Linked DNA regions of Mus musculus: region 2 is linked to region 1. The links are chromatin contacts, called in public capture Hi-C maps. All regions are on one chromosome and are shown on one strand. Each heading gives the region's core, a stretch centred on a gene start, on an enhancer-like site or on the middle of the called end of the contact. The rest is flanking DNA. Distances are from core to core; before and after follow the strand shown.

Evidence for each region. Capture Hi-C pulls out chosen DNA fragments and counts their contacts.
Region 2: a contact with region 1 is called in a capture Hi-C map of bone marrow-derived macrophages, with 2.3 times the contacts expected there. The contact joins two enhancer-like sites. A contact is called at or near these places in 5 of 39 promoter capture datasets (the 3T3-L1 cell line, 3T3-L1-derived adipocytes, hippocampal neurons and 2 more), 1 of 484 Hi-C or Micro-C datasets (beige adipocytes), 5 of 115 datasets of contacts at active chromatin or transcription factors (CD8 T cells, bone marrow-derived macrophages, embryonic stem cells and 1 more) and 1 of 9 other capture datasets (bone marrow-derived macrophages).

Annotation. Positions count from the first base shown.
Region 1 is chr10:88,574,943-88,582,564 of GRCm38.p6, forward strand. Mybpc1 (myosin binding protein C, slow-type) reads right to left here. Exons shown (of 29, transcript NM_175418.5): 3 at 7,065-7,106. Among named protein-coding and RNA genes, the nearest start is that of Mybpc1, 26 kb to the right of the region's middle. Within about 2 kb of position 3,894, at least 16 of the 459 cell types and tissues checked have an H3K27ac peak or open chromatin away from gene starts, as enhancers often do. A contact at or near this core is called in bone marrow-derived macrophages, where this site is marked.
Region 2 is chr10:88,704,682-88,712,303 of GRCm38.p6, forward strand. It overlaps the pseudogene Gm46192. Among named protein-coding and RNA genes, the nearest start is that of Gm4925, 23 kb to the right of the region's middle. Within about 2 kb of position 4,205, at least 68 of the 459 cell types and tissues checked have an H3K27ac peak or open chromatin away from gene starts, as enhancers often do. A contact at or near this core is called in bone marrow-derived macrophages, where this site is marked.

The DNA.
Region 1 (7,622 bases), core at 2,644-5,143:
TATCATGCAAAGTTAATTGTCTCTCAACACATTAGTTTTCTTACCCGGGGAAATGTAAAGAAAGGTTGCTGTAAGCGCTACAAACTGAATAAAACAGGGATTAGAATCAACACAGCCCCAGAAAAGAGTCATTAGTGCTTGTGTAAGCTCGGGGTCCGGGTGCCTTGTCGAGTCGTGCTTGCTCACCTGAATCTTTTCTCTCCAGGGCCCGACTACCCAAACCTGGAAGGAAAACATGATTTGGAAGATGCAGGAGAGGGGAGGAAGGAGGGAAGGGGGTGGCTGCAACCTTCTGGGGGCACCCCTACACCCTATCTCTTTGTGTTATAGAGGAAGGAAACTACAAGTTGGCTTGAGTGGAATCCCAACTGTGAAAGACTCTGTTAAGAATCTGCCATCTTTAAGACAATAATGCAATTTAAAAAATATAAATAAGGGGTGTATATAGATGAAAATGAATGATAAACATTTTCATCCCTAAAATGATCATATCCAAAATTTCCTTCTTTCCTTCTTTCCTTCTTTCCTTCTTTCCTTCTTTCTTTCCTTCCTTCCTTCCTTCCTTCCTTCCTTCCTTCCTTCCTTCCTTTCTCTCTCTCTCTCTTTCTCTCTCTCTCTCTCTCTCTTGACAGTGTCACCATGATGTGACTCAGGCTGGTCTTGAACTCACTCTGTAGCCCATGCTGGTCTGGCCTTGAGATCCTCCTGCCTTGGTCTCCCCAGTATTGGGCTCATGGGTATGCACCACCACACCTGGCTAGAAAATCTTCCCTTTCGGGAGATTGACATGGAAATCATCATTAAAGCCAATGTCTCCCCTCTTGCTCCCCCAAGTCTTTGCTGCTACCATAGGTCAATGAATTAATGAGTTCAAAGTTGGGCCGGGGAGTCATCCTAACCTGGAGGTAGGGCACTCGGCGGAGAAGCCTCATCTTCCTCTGAAACAAGAAACAGGAGGAAAAAGTCAAGGAGAGAAGAACTTCATCCACGTAACCTGGGGAAGAAGAGTCTGGAAAAGAAGAGAGAGACTACACAGAGCATTTTCAATCGCTGAGTGAACCATGGGAGACTTCGCACCTGCTGGTAACCTTTGAGAGTGTGGGCAAAACCCAAACCAAACAGAAGGAGAATACAAAAATGGTGTGAGAGCTAGATAATTCAAATGAAAACATAGATTTTTTTTTAAATGGAACTATGCCAGAGTTTTTGTGACTGTAAGTTAGTGGGAAAATAATGGAGGGGGTTTCCAAGTTTTTTTTTTTATTTCATAGATGAAATCAATGGCAGATGTTATTCATATATCATATTCATTTAGACCCTGACATGCAAGCTTTTAGGGACTATTTGAGAACTGTTTCCACCCAGTGAACCCCAGAGTTTCCTGTCTGTATGTAAGAAACCGAAATTCAAGTTGATGGATATAAATTAATCAGTTTTATTAAGTTTAGTGATCATCATCTTCATAACTTCACAGCCATTTCCCTAAGATGGTATTGGTCCTTCCAGCACTACGTGATTCAAAAATTACTCATGCAAATTTATAAATCCCCAGATATGTTGTGTAGTACTTAAATGCTCAGAGGCACACTGAAGTGTGCCCCTTTCCGACATACCTATATAGCAACATGCATACTTTGCATGCTTAAAGAGGCAGCTGGTAGTATTGGAAGCTTTGACCCTTCCTCCCCAAAGCATGCAGGCTAGGGTTTGAATAAATAATATACATTGTCACTTTTCAAAATAGGGCCTCAGAGGACCTTAGTTGACCTCATACACAGTATACGGAAGATCCACGTACCCACAATGTTTACTACAAGCAGTTTAAAAATTACTGAGAAGGTAGGATTTTGTGTGATCTACTTAAATATTTACCACAAATACTATTTTAGTGGCTCTACATTACTTTCAACCAAGGATAAATCTTACCATTTCTTTAAACAAAATATTACAACATAGTCATAGAGACACCCTGGTGTTTGTTACTTCAAAACTCGGGAGCAGATTCACCTGGGTATAAAACTTGGTCTTGCTCAGTGGAAGACTTTAGTGATCGGAGAGGGTTGGAAAATGCTGGACTGGGCATTTATATTTTATTGTGTTGGTTTTTTGCTTGTTCACTGGCACACATGTGGAAGCCCTCAGTGAGTCCAGGCGCACCAGGAGTGGACACGAGACAATGCACCTCTTAAACTCATTTCCCTTTGGAATTCTCTTCCCTTGGAATACTCATTAGCATTCCAAAGACTGCACATTGATAGCTACCTCTGAACCATAAGTATAGAGAGCTGACCTGGAACTCACGAGCCTTTAGCTGGAAATCTTCCTCCTTTGGCCTCCTGAGAGCTAGGCTTACTAGTTCTCATCTCTATGATGGACCTTGGATGCTGAAAATCTGACCTTAAACTCTCAAATGCTGGCCTGATTGAGTTTAACTGAATTGGGTAAAAAAAAGAAAACTTTAACTTTTATTTTATCTACCATTAAAGGCAGCAGGCTGTGTCCCCTAGCTGCACAGAAGGGCAATTTAACAAAGCAGACCTTTTTTTTTTACCATGGGAAAATAGCAGCTGTAGAGTCATGACAATGCTGGCTAGCCAACTGAAGTCTCCCAGGAAGAGGTCAGAGGAGAGAGAGGATTCAGCCACCCTCACAACCTAGGGTCTCAGTGAGGTGCCCATGAGTCCTCCGGGTTGTGTGTAATCCTGCTGTTAATCACAGCCATCCCAGAGCCTGGAAGGCATAGTTTCAGGCTTTGTTGGGCATACAATTATTTCTACCAGGCTGTCCTTGAACTCAAAGTGATCCACCTTGCTTTTGCCTCCCAAGTGCAGAGTTTGAAGGTGAGTGCCACTGTGCTGGGCTTCCTGTCATTGGTTGTCAATTGCCTGTTAATGTAAAAAGTCACAGGCAACGTAAACCTCCAAGAAAGATTGAGGCTTTAGAATGAAGATGGAAAGCATATAAAATATACAAGGTTCATAACAGACATCAACTACATATGATATAGCTTGTCTGACTTAGGCAAATTCAGGAATGTTTCAAGTACGGCAATCATGTCCAGAATCACAACAGCAACAATAAAATATTGGAAGACAGCAATACCAGCTAACATTAATTCATGATATTTTGAGTCATTTGATTAACTTATACTGTTTAAAACATCATATGCCTTTACATTTTGATGCTTACAAAACAAATCAGTATTCATCTTATCACAAATATGTATATTTAATAAGTTTTTCCCCCTCCAAACCTATTAGGTCAATGTTATATTTTCTAATAGTTGTTTTAGAATTGGAAAAAATACAATGATGCTAGTTTCTTAACAAAGTCCATTACCGTGAAACTATGATATTAGATGCCTATGGTAGTTTGAATAGGAATGCTTGGTCCACAGGGAGTGGCATTATTAGGAGGCATGGCCTTGCTGGAGTAGGTGTGGCCTTGCTGGAGGAAGCATGTCAGTGTGGGGGTGGACTTTGAAGTCTCATATGTTCAAGCTATCCCCAGTGTGGTACACAGTCTCCTTCAGCTGCCTGCGGATCAAGATGTAGAACTCTCAGCTCCTCCAGCACTGTGTCTGCTTGCGAGATGCCAAGTTTCCCTGCCGTGATGATAATAGACTAAACCTCTGAAACTGTAAGCCAGCCCTAATTAAATGGTTTTCTTTATAAGGGTTGCTGTGTCTCTTCAGTCATGGTGTCTCTTTACAGCAATTAAACAGATACTAAAACAATATCTAAAGGTAAATTGCTTAAATACATTTAAACAAGTGAGTAAAAAGCACCAGGGTGTTGTTATTGTAGGCATAAAGGAACCTAAATGAAGAAAATGAGTTAATGGTTCCTTAAAGACATTGCATCTGTCAGGAGAGCAACTCGGAATATCTGCTGACTCATTTCCTCATGTGCCAGTCATGTGCCAGTCACAATCGTGCCAGGAGGAGAGACTTCTGCTTAAGTTATTCGAGAGATTTATTTTTTGACAGCTTAATGTTAATTCCTGGGAAAGGTAAATACATTTTTATTTTCTTTATAGCAACGACAAAAGGCAAGCATTTTTCTGGAAAGAAACCAAAAGGAACAGTAATTATTTTAACCAAGCTTTCTGTTTTATATGTGTGTCTATGTGTGTTACATACACACACAAACACACACACACAAACTGAACTAATAGGATATTTAAAACATTATTTTTGGAGATAGGGTCTTACTTCTTAGCCCTGGCTGGCCTGGAACCCAGGTTTCCTACTTCAACGCCTCAAGTGCTAGGTTTATAGGTGTGCACCACTGTGACTAATTCAGAATCTCCTAATATGTTTGAAGAAGTTGGCAGATATAGCTAACACCCCAATTATAAGGTTAATATGAAAACCAAGCAACTCTCCTTGGCTACAAAAAAAAGTATTTTTTTTTCTCAGAAAAATTTGAAGTTGTCCCAGAATAATTCAGTCAAAATTAATCTTTTAACATTTTTTCCTTTGTTTTCAGTGTTATCTGTATGGAGGGTATGCCTGAACCTTGTGTAAGCTGTGCCTGTAGAGGCCAGAAGAAGTTGTTATAGCCCTAGGACTACGATTACAGATAACCTGGGTCCCCTTAGAAGGCCAATATTACTCACTGAACCATCTCTCTAGGGCAGCAAAATATTGTTAAAAGGGATAGACTTAGAACTTATTTATCAAATATATTTTAACTGTTCAGAGGATGAGAGGACATAGTAATAAAAGATAGCAGGGTAAGTTCAGAACTAATTTCCATTTTTGGAAGTTTCAAGCAAGTTGTTCTATATTACCCTCACCAACTGTATGTATGCAGCTTGCCCAGAAAGTGAGAAATAGGAATAAAACTTTATCTAAATCGACAGTGTTGGTATGGTCAGTGGGTGAGCCAGTATGGAAATTCAACTGTTGATTCACTCTGCAAGTACTTATTGGGAGGTTGTCATGTGAGCCTCTGTGACAGATGCCACTGGGAATGGAGATGAGGAGACCAAAGAGGTGTTAAGACACCGTGCCTGACCATGGAAAAGCAAGCAGCTGGTTAGGGAAAGGGGTCAAACATTAATACATGACTAACTAGAGACAGCCGTAAATGGCGGAGGCAATGGGTCCAAGAAAAATCAGGAGGGAGACAGAAGGGTGGAAATGAGCCAGATGGTCAGGGGCGAGTTGTCAAAGGACTGAAACCTTAGTTGGATAGTTTAAAAAAAAATTTTTAAAGACCAAGAGTAGGATGGAGCAAGCAGAAGAAGACGTGCTAGGTAACATTGGAGGGAGGTGTGCTGCTGGCAATTCTACTTAGCCTACAAGCTGTTCCTTTCTTATTGCTCAGTATTTTCTTTGAAATCTCCCTTGTCCTGGATGCAAATGGGCGGTAGTCAAAGAAGATGGAGAATAAAATCAAGCGATTACCTTGGCTTTCTTATTTAAGCATGGGTACTACTTTTTATAGGAAACCAACTTGCTTGCCAAGTATGACGAGTAACTCTTTAAAAACAAAAACAAAAATAAAAACAAAGCAGGCAGTTTATGAACCTGGGCATATGACTGTAGGTAGTCATACCTTCAACTTCTATAAACATAAGAAGAAGGAAAAAGTGCTACAAAATGAAGAGATTCCATCATCTGGACTTATTCTTTTATTACACTCGTTTTCTGTAAGGGAGTGTCTGGCGACTGGTTGCTTTTAGTTTATAGAAAATGTATTTAAGCATACAAATAGAGTAGGATGAGCTTTGCAGATTGAAGCTCAAGCCCAGGCTTTGTTTAAACCATGACAGCTTGCCCATCTGGCATTACGTCATCTGCTCTGTTGGTTCAGCCTTACAGGTTGGTCCAAGCACCTTTCCAAATTAGGAAGCAGAGGTATACTCCGTTGGTCTTGTTGAGAATAATGTTACAGTAACTTCAGCCAGGATGTTCAAATCGCCTTGAACACATATCATGGAAAGATTTCCAGGAGTTTGCACTGTCTGCATTCTGTAAGAAAATAGCCTTGAACTATGGCCAGGTAGCCAGGATTAACATCCGTGGTACTGTCCGTGGGCACTCCTGAAGGTCAGGACGAAGTGCAATGTGCTAACACTGTGGGTTCATTTACAAGAGAGCAAGTTCAAGTTATCTGAAGGGAAGCCAGTGTACTGAAAGAAAGGAAGATGTTGCTAATGTGTAGGAAACAAATACACAATTAACAAGCTTTGACCTGTGTTCAGGAAAGAAAAGATTCTTATTGTAATCAGAAAACAATCATTGTGAAATTTAAACCATATTCTTCATTACTCAAATAAATCTTCACGCAAAAAAAATGATGATGCAAACATATATAAGGTAAAAGTGCCCATCAGTTTCCAAGAAGACTTTTCTCCGTGGGAGGCTATTACTCCTTAGCCTGAAAGAGATGACCCGCCATGATGACTTCAGCCACAGGGAATCAGAGAAATACATGTTAACGACCATTTCCTTTCCAAAATTGTACTGTCTCTACAAAGTGCAGAACGTGGGTCAATATCACGCCAATAAGTGGGTTTTCAATTCAGTAAGCCGCTGCATGATGTCGATTGAGTGGTTGACATGTCGGGTATCTAAAATCAGTATAGCTCTGGGAGTATGTACTCAAGAGTCATGAAGTCTTCACGGTTGCTAGTGCAACCTGAACTAGTTCACATAGGACTCACATAGGACTCGAAGCCTGGCAAGCCTCTTTGGAACATCTAGATAAATCAGCTGATTTTCACAACCGAAACAAACCAGGATCAAACGGCTTTTCTCTGATGTTCAATGGGACTCAGAAATGACCAACTCATCAACTCCAGCACTGGCTTCTCCCTGACTGGGTGTGACCTTGTTTTGTGGTGACTTTCCTTTGTTTGGAAAAGTGTGTGTGACAACCACACACCAAAGCATCATTTGGTGATGCTGATTGGATCTTGCAAACGAGGAACGGGATACCACACAGATGAAAGCTAATGTGGAGGAAATGTCATTGGTCACATCGAGCCCAGAAGGACCCCTTCCTGTTCTGGCCTTGATGAATTCAGCCTAGCTCTCCCTCCCTCCCACTCACCTTTTGCTGGAGCGGTTCCCGCCTCTTTCTCTTTATTTGGTTCTGTGTGGAAAGTACAAGCACATCTTTAAAAGTGTCTTACAGCACTTGACTGGGTGATGATGAGTGGAGGGAGAGGGAGAGAATAAATGATTATGTTAATGATGGCTACATCGTCATTACGCTGCATATTAATTGGGAGTTTGGGGATTGTAGTTCAGACTCACTCTAATCTTTAATCAAACAAGTTAATAAATGTGATCGTTTTAAATGTCTATACAAAACCATGCAATACACATTTTGTTAAAAATACACTTAACCCAGGGCCAAGTGTGGTGGCACACTCTTTTAATCCCAGCACCCAGAAGTCGGAGGCAGGGGATCTGTGTGAGTTCAAGGATAGTCTCTGCTCTACAGTCTGCAAGCTTTAGGAGAGCCAGGGCTACAAAGAGAGTCCCTGCCTCAATAAAACAAACCCTCCCACCAAAGAAAGAAAGAAACAAAACAAAATAAAACAAAACAAAACCACACATACCTGACTCTACCAGGACCATATACTCTGAAGATCACTTTGTTTTA
Region 2 (7,622 bases), core at 2,955-5,454, 130 kb after region 1:
TCAACAGAGAAGCTGGGCGTGGTAGTGCATGCCTTTAATCCCAGCACACAGGCAGAGGCAGGCGGATTTCGAGGCCAGCCTGGTCTACAGAGTGAGTTCCAGGACAGCCAGGGCTATACAGAGAAACCCTGTCTCGAAAAACTAAAAAAAAAAAAAAAAAAAAAATTCAACAGAGAAACGGAAGGAAGACCCTTACCAAGGGATCGCCGATGATTAGGATAAAAAGAAACTAGTGAAGGCGTTTGAGAAGAAATTTACCTGTAATGGTACTAGACTTGAGCATTCAGAATATGGAGAAGTAATTCAGCTACAGGGTGACCAGCATAAGAACATATGCCAGTTCCCGATAGAGACTGGGCTGGCTAAGGACGATCAGCTGAAGGCTCATGGGTTTTAAGTGCTCGTGGCTCTCTGAAGCTTAAGTGAGGCTTTCCTTGCAATGCCTACACACGACAGCGGGTCAGGGGATGGAAGGTACATATCTGTGGGTTCCCAAGCCAGATGAGGGATGGTAGAACATGACCTATACCCCAGACTTCTCTCCGAGAGCATGGCAGTAGAGGGGTAGCTCCCGATCCAAATCAGGTCCAGGCCTACTTGACTCCCTAGAAACAAAGGCCCTTTCCTGATAAAGTCAGTTACACTTTTGTCTCTCCACCAGAGAACTGGTTTTTCAAATACCATGTGACACGCAATCCCTGGCTCCTGTTCCGTTGTCCTCCCCTTCCCCACCCCCACTCCACCATTAGCTCCAACATTTCAATACACAAGCTGTTAAATTAGCTCCACCGGTTTAATAACCAAGCTGTTGTCCGACACAGTCTTCCAGGTCATTTATACCTGCCGTACACATTTACACGTGCTTTGGAAATGAGAGCCTAGGTGTCTCATGGTCTGCTTCATGCATTGCCTAGTGTGTTCTCACTCATTCCATGGGGGCATGCCAGTGGGTGTAGGGTTGTTGGCCTGCTCCGCCACAGGGCACACTTACTTGGGGAGGTGGAATGTGTAGAATTTGACTGCACTTATCCCATGCTGCCTACTCTTTGCTGCCTCCGGCCGCCTCAGTCTCTGCCAAAGCCACCTCTGCCTCCTCCACCACCCCTGCTGCAGGCAGCCACCTCCGCTGCAGCTACTGGCAGGGGGCGGGTGCTGGGCTGTGGGGAAGAGCCACTGAGTCGGTCACCACTTGGGGATGGGAAAGCGCAGGCTGAGACATGGGAAAGCCAGAGCTGGTTCCCGGATCCCCCGGATCCCCCGGGCCTGCGATGAGGCTGGTTCTCAGACTCTTGGATATCCAGCTGTCACCGGGAGTCATGGAAGAACAGCAGAGAATGGAGTTGGGCCCCCCCGTGGATGGGGACAATGACTAGTCAGGGGTCGGGGGGGGGGGGACACAAGGGGAGCACCTCAGCTTGTTCCATCTTGGTGGTGGCAAGCTTAGAGGCTGTCAGTTGTGGGCAGAAGCACAGAAAGACCTTCTACTGGAGATTAGGCTGTGGCTCTGTAGGGGGAAGGCCTTCTTCATGGCTCCCAATGGAGGATCTTGCTTCCAGGCAGCTTGGCTGGTTTCTGCTGGTTTCATCAATGCAGCTGGACTGGTCTGAGTCTTCTTTACTGTTAGCTCTGGTTCCTCTGTCAGGGACCACCAGCCTAGTGGATGTGATTGATTTCAGGGACTTCCTGGAAGCTATTTTGAGTTGTTTACCTTCCCACTTCAGGAGCTTCCCTGCAGGCTGGAGTGGATCTCTCAGGAAATTCCTTACACGACATGTGGATAATCAGTTACTCTAATGTCAAGATGGCGGTAGATCTATCATGCCTGGAAGACAGGAAACCACAACGCGAGTGAGTGACCGAAAGCAGGTTAGAACTGGGCACCTCACCCTTCACTATACATCTGTCTTCTTTCCTACATTCCTGTCCAACTCTGTATATCAGAAGGTACCAAACCATGTGCAGCAGAGGCAGAATCTCTGAAGTTCCCAAGGGAGTGATGCATGAATCTATGAAGGCGACACTCAGACTGTAATGGAGGCTCCAGGGTAATGGAGATGCTAGGAACATGGAACATTGGTTGAGCAAAATCTGAGCGATGACTGGAGCCAACCCAAGTGAGAGGAAGACCAAGTAGACTACGAACGGAACGGTCTTAGGGACAGAGTTGCCCAAGCCTGTTGGGACTCACATCATACTACAGCTTGCCCAGTTGTTGACCATGGAGCTACAGCGGTTAACTCATGATCTGCTGGATTTCATTCCTGCCTTGGGCCTACCCCTTCTTTCTATGCCCCATTTCCCCCTTCTAACATGCGAATGTTTACTCTGGGCCTTTAATTATGGAAGTATGTAACTTTCCCATTTTCTTTTCTTTTAATTTTAGATGGGCTCTCAGCAAAGGGATTAGCTTGAGTTAGAGACTCTGGACCTCTACTGTAAATAGTATTGGAACCACTGGAATTTTGGGGACAGACTGCGTGCATTTTGCATTACAAGATGCCTAGGAGCTTTTGCGGGGCAGGGCAGAGGCAGAACATTATGGTTTGAAGGTGAAATGTCCCCTGCAGGCTCTTGTGTGGGAGACTTGGACCACCACCAGATGATCACATTATTTGAGGGAGTTGTAGAAACTTACGGAGACGGATCTTTAGTTGGAAGACTAGATCACTAGAGTACGCCATTGAATATTATAAGCCTGTTCTCCACTCCTTCCTCCTTCATGAGGTGAGGAACCACCTCTCCCATAGTCTCCACTGACTTGCTTCTGCCCATATTCCTGAGCTCAGGCAGCCAGGGACTCCTACTCCTACAGTGTGAGCCACCAGAAATCCTTCACCTCCTGAGGTGTTTTCTATCAGCTGTTATTTTGCCACAGCAACACTAGAAGTGACTAATGCAGTCACGGAAATTTAGAAATGTATATGCACTGTACGTAGTAGATGTAGGGTAAAAGCTCTGAGCTCACTTCCAGGTTTGAAAACCCACCCCAAACCCACCAATCCCAGAGCTAAAAAAACCCACCAATGCCTGAGCTATAAAACAAACAAACAAACAAACAAACAAACAAACACCAATTCAATCTCTGAGCTCAGATCAAACTCCCACCAATCCCTGGCTCAGAACAACCTCAATGCTTGGGCTTGCCCCAAGCTTAGGACTTGAAATCCTACCAATTTCCACCCTGGAAATTTCAATCCTGGAAAGCTCCGCCCCTAAGAAACCCTATATAGGGCTGGCAAGATGGCTCAGCGGGTAAGGACACTGACTGCTCTTCTGAAGGTTCTGAGTTCAAATCCCAGCAACCACGTGGTGGCTCACAACCACTCGTAATGAGATCTAATGCCCTCTTCTTGTGCATCTGAAGACAGCTACATCGTACTTATGTATGATAATAAATAAATCTTAAAAAGAAAAAGAAACCCTATATAAACCTGTTTCCTGCTCAGTTCTCTGCTGCTTCTCACTCGAACATGAACAGCCACAAGTCTCTTGTTCTGTGGTGTAACTTTGTGGTATTCTTTGGCTCTGAACTGCCAGGAAACCTTCTCCCTCAGACCTCTAACACTCCCACCACTGGGGAAACCTTCTCCCTCAGACCTCTAACATTCCCACTGGGGAAACCTTCCCCTGCAGAGAGCTGTAACCTTTCCTTTAGGGAAGTCTCCACTGGGAAGCCTTTCCTCTCAGAGCTCTATACTTGCAGTAGAATTTAACATGTCCTTGGTTGATTAAAGCCTGTCTGTCTAACATGTGGGGAACACAGTTGTTAGTTATTCATATGGTGTTGACTCTGTGTTTACTTACTCTCTGTTGATAGCATACTATGTTCACTATTCACTGGCTGCGTGCTCGATGCTATTCTAGTAAGTAGCAAGCAAGACCAGGCAAGGCTCCTGAAGTCAGGAAAGCAATGGCTTGGTGGTGTAGACGGGGCTTCATCAGAAAATAACAGGCAGATGTACATTTTCCTCAAAAAAAAAAAAGGTGTGTATTTGAAGATACCAAGGTATCTTCTAGCTCAAATATCTTAATTATTTTAGTTCTCTTTTTCTCTTTATCTGTGCACGTACTTTTTAGAGTGGGAAACCCCCTACTTGAGCAAATGGCTAGTGAATAACGTCACGTGACTCCTTTCCATATTGCTCACTTAAATCTGATGTTCTCAGGCAGCCTCCTCCTGCACTCTTGCTAAAGCTCTGCAAGTTTGCTGACTCATTGTTCTCAGAGGAACATCACGAGCCATGAGTAAGCAAACTGCACTGACTAAGGAGACAGATGGCGACCCTTTGTTTGGCTCTCTGGGGGGTAGAATTTGAAAGCTCAGACTTGGGGCTGAGAGTCTTTTCCTGGAACCCTATGTTATTTATCTTTCTTTAGAAACCCACCACTTGGCATCATTTAGCACTGCTTTCCCCTGATAATAGAGTGTAAATGTCTTATGTTCACTAGAAGGATATGATTAAAAAAAAAAAAAAAGAGGTTGGAAAATCTGAAGATTGAGAAACTTGGTTAGAGACTTCAGACTTGAGCTGTTGTTCAGAGGGAGGCATGGCACAAAATTCTGGCTGCTAGGTGGCAGAGACCACACCATGAAACACGGAGGAAACATAACTGCTAAGCCATCTTGCCCCCGTACAGAAAAAGTCCATTTCGTTACCAAAGGTCACCACCACTCAATCCAGAGCACACCCAGCAGCCAATTAAAGTTGTAAAGCAGCTGGGCGTGGTGGCAAAAACCTGTCTCAAAAACCAAAACTAAAGACAAAAAACAACAACAACAACAACAACAAAAGTTGTCGTTTCTGATCTGCCTCATTCTGACTCTTATAGGCAACCATCACTTACTCTTTTTGTTTCTTTGTATTCATTTTTTTTTTTCTCTTAAGATTGAGGTCTCTCTGTGTAGCCCTGCTGTCCTAGAACTCACTCTCTAGACCAGGCTGGCCTCAAATCCACAGAGATCCTCAATTGCTCTGCCTCTTCAGTGTTGAGATTAAAGGCATTCACCACCACACCTGGCCAGGCTTACTTTTTAAGCCTAACAATATTCATTTAAGTTGGTTCTTTTTCTTTTTCTTTTTTTTGGGGGGGGGGGATTTGGTTTTTTGGTTTTTTTGGGGGGGGGTTAATTGGTTTTTTTTTTTTTTTTTTTTTTTTTTGGTTTTTCGAGACAGGGTTTCTCTGTGTAGTCCTGGCTGTCCTGGAATTCACTCTGTAGACCAGGCTGGCCTCGAACTCAGAAATCCACCTGCCTCTGCCTCCCAAGTGCTGGGGTTAAAGGCATGTGCCACCATGCCCCGCAAGTCGGTTCTTTATTTTATGGTTTTCACTACAGCACCAGGTCTTCCCAAGTGCTGTTGCATCTAAACATCAAGCAGGCCTGACCCCGATTTAGCTTCTGAGACCAGTGGAGATCAGGCGTGTTGAGGGTGGTTTGACTGTAGACTCATCTAAGTGGCTAATGTTGCAGAACTGAAACCTTTGATAGATAAATAGATAGGATAGATTAGTGAGAAACCTTAGCACATAACAGAGATGGGGTGACTATCTCTTTTCTTCTAAATTTAAAGTCAATGAGTACCTAGCAACCTGATCGCCTAGAAAGATTGTTGGAAACCATAAATAGAAGGAGAAACCCACCTCCCAAAAGTTGTCCTCTACCACTGGGGAGTGGTGGCTCATGCCGGTAATCCCAGTACTTGGGAGGCAAAGGCAGGCAGATTTCTGAGTTCAAGGCCAGCCTGGTCTACACAGTGAGTCCAGGACAGCCAGGGCGACACAAAGAAACCCTGTCTCGAAAAACCAAAAAAAAAAAAAAAAAAAAAGTTGTCCTCTGACCTCATATGGGCAGGTGGTACACCCACATAGATGCACATACACACACATTAACATGCATGCACACATGCACAACACAGCACCTGCACATACACAGACACAATGCACTCTAACACACACAATGTAACAATAAAGAAAAAATTGAGATAAAATTTATTTATTTATTTATTTATTTATTTATTTTGAATGTGTGACTTAACCACTCCAACAACAACACCCTCAGAATGAGGGCTTGTCCTTCTTTGACTTCTTTGCTAGGTCACCATCTCAGAGTTAATTCCTGCTAATAATCAAATGAATCCATTCAGGTATATTTTATGAACATGCTCACAGGTAGGTATTTCCTTTACTATAAATGAGAGCCCAATGTCTATACTGTTTTGATTCTTATTCTTTACAATATATTTAAGCAAACACTTTGTATTGGTTCAGGGAGATTTATCTCATTGCAAGCAGCTGCCATAGGGGGGAGACTGAAGAAAAGGTAGCAATGCAGTGACAGTGCTGAGTAGCACCTCTGGATTCATCTTCTGCCAACACCCGAGCAAAGCCCATGTGGATGATCTGTCAGCCTCCAGGCAAGGAGAAGATGCTCGGGCCAGCACTGATGCTACCACATGAGGCTTCAGAACAACACCATAGCTGTTCCATAGAGTGGAGCAATGAGACAAGGTGTCCTAATCTGCTATCACCTCCCACAAAAGCAAGTTGTCTAGCTCTTAATTTTGGCATGGCACACAAACTCTTCAACTTTGAGTAACAAACGAACAACACACAAGACTCAAAACTGTCTTTCTTTGTGGTGGTGCACACCTTTAATTACATACTCAGAAGGCAGGGGCAGGGGCAGGGGCAGGGGCAGGGGCAGGGGCAGGGGCAGGGGCAGGGGCAGGGGCAGGGCCTGGGGCAGGGCCTGGGGCAGGGCCTGGGGCAGGGGCAGGGGCAGGGGCAGGGGCAGGGATAGGGTCTGGGACAGGGCCTGGAGCAGGGGCAGGTTGATGTCTACTTTCAAGGCTAGCCTGGACAAGAGAGATCCAGATTAAAACAAACAAACAAACAAACAAACAAACAATTGTCTTTCTCCAGGAGTGTTTTATTTGGCGGTGTCAGGAGTGGACACCTTACCTACCCTAGGCACGTGGTCTCCTACTGAGCTACAGTCCAGACCCTGGGGACCACATCACATTTTTAAAACACAGTGTTTGAATCTTTTTTTGTCATGGTGGTATAGGCTGTAATCTCAGCACCTGACAGGCATTCACTATCTGGCTATATAGCAAGTTTTAGACCATAGTGAGACTGTCCAATGAGATAGATAGATAGATAGATAGATAGATAGATAGATAGATAGATAGATAGATAGATTGATTAGTCAGGATTCTCTAGAGTCACAGAACTTATGGAATGTCTCTCTATATTGATGGAATCTCATAGTTGTTCAGTCCCATGAGGCTAGTTGTTTCATCTGGTCTTCTGTAGAGGTAGGTCTGGGTGAGGACCCAGGTTCGGTTCCCAGCACCCACATGGTGTTTCACAACCACCTGTAAATCCAATTGCAGGTGCTCGAATGTCTTCTTCTGGCTTCAGGGGTGGTAGAGAGCACATGCATATATACATTATATACATGCAAGCAACACACACACACATAAAATAAAAATGAAGGAACCTTAAAGATAATTCATTCACTTGAACAAACATTAAGCTCATATTTACTTTTAATACAGATTTAACACTTTCACCCCCCATGATTAACAAAATTAAGTAAATAATCAAAGTTCCTTGCTCTC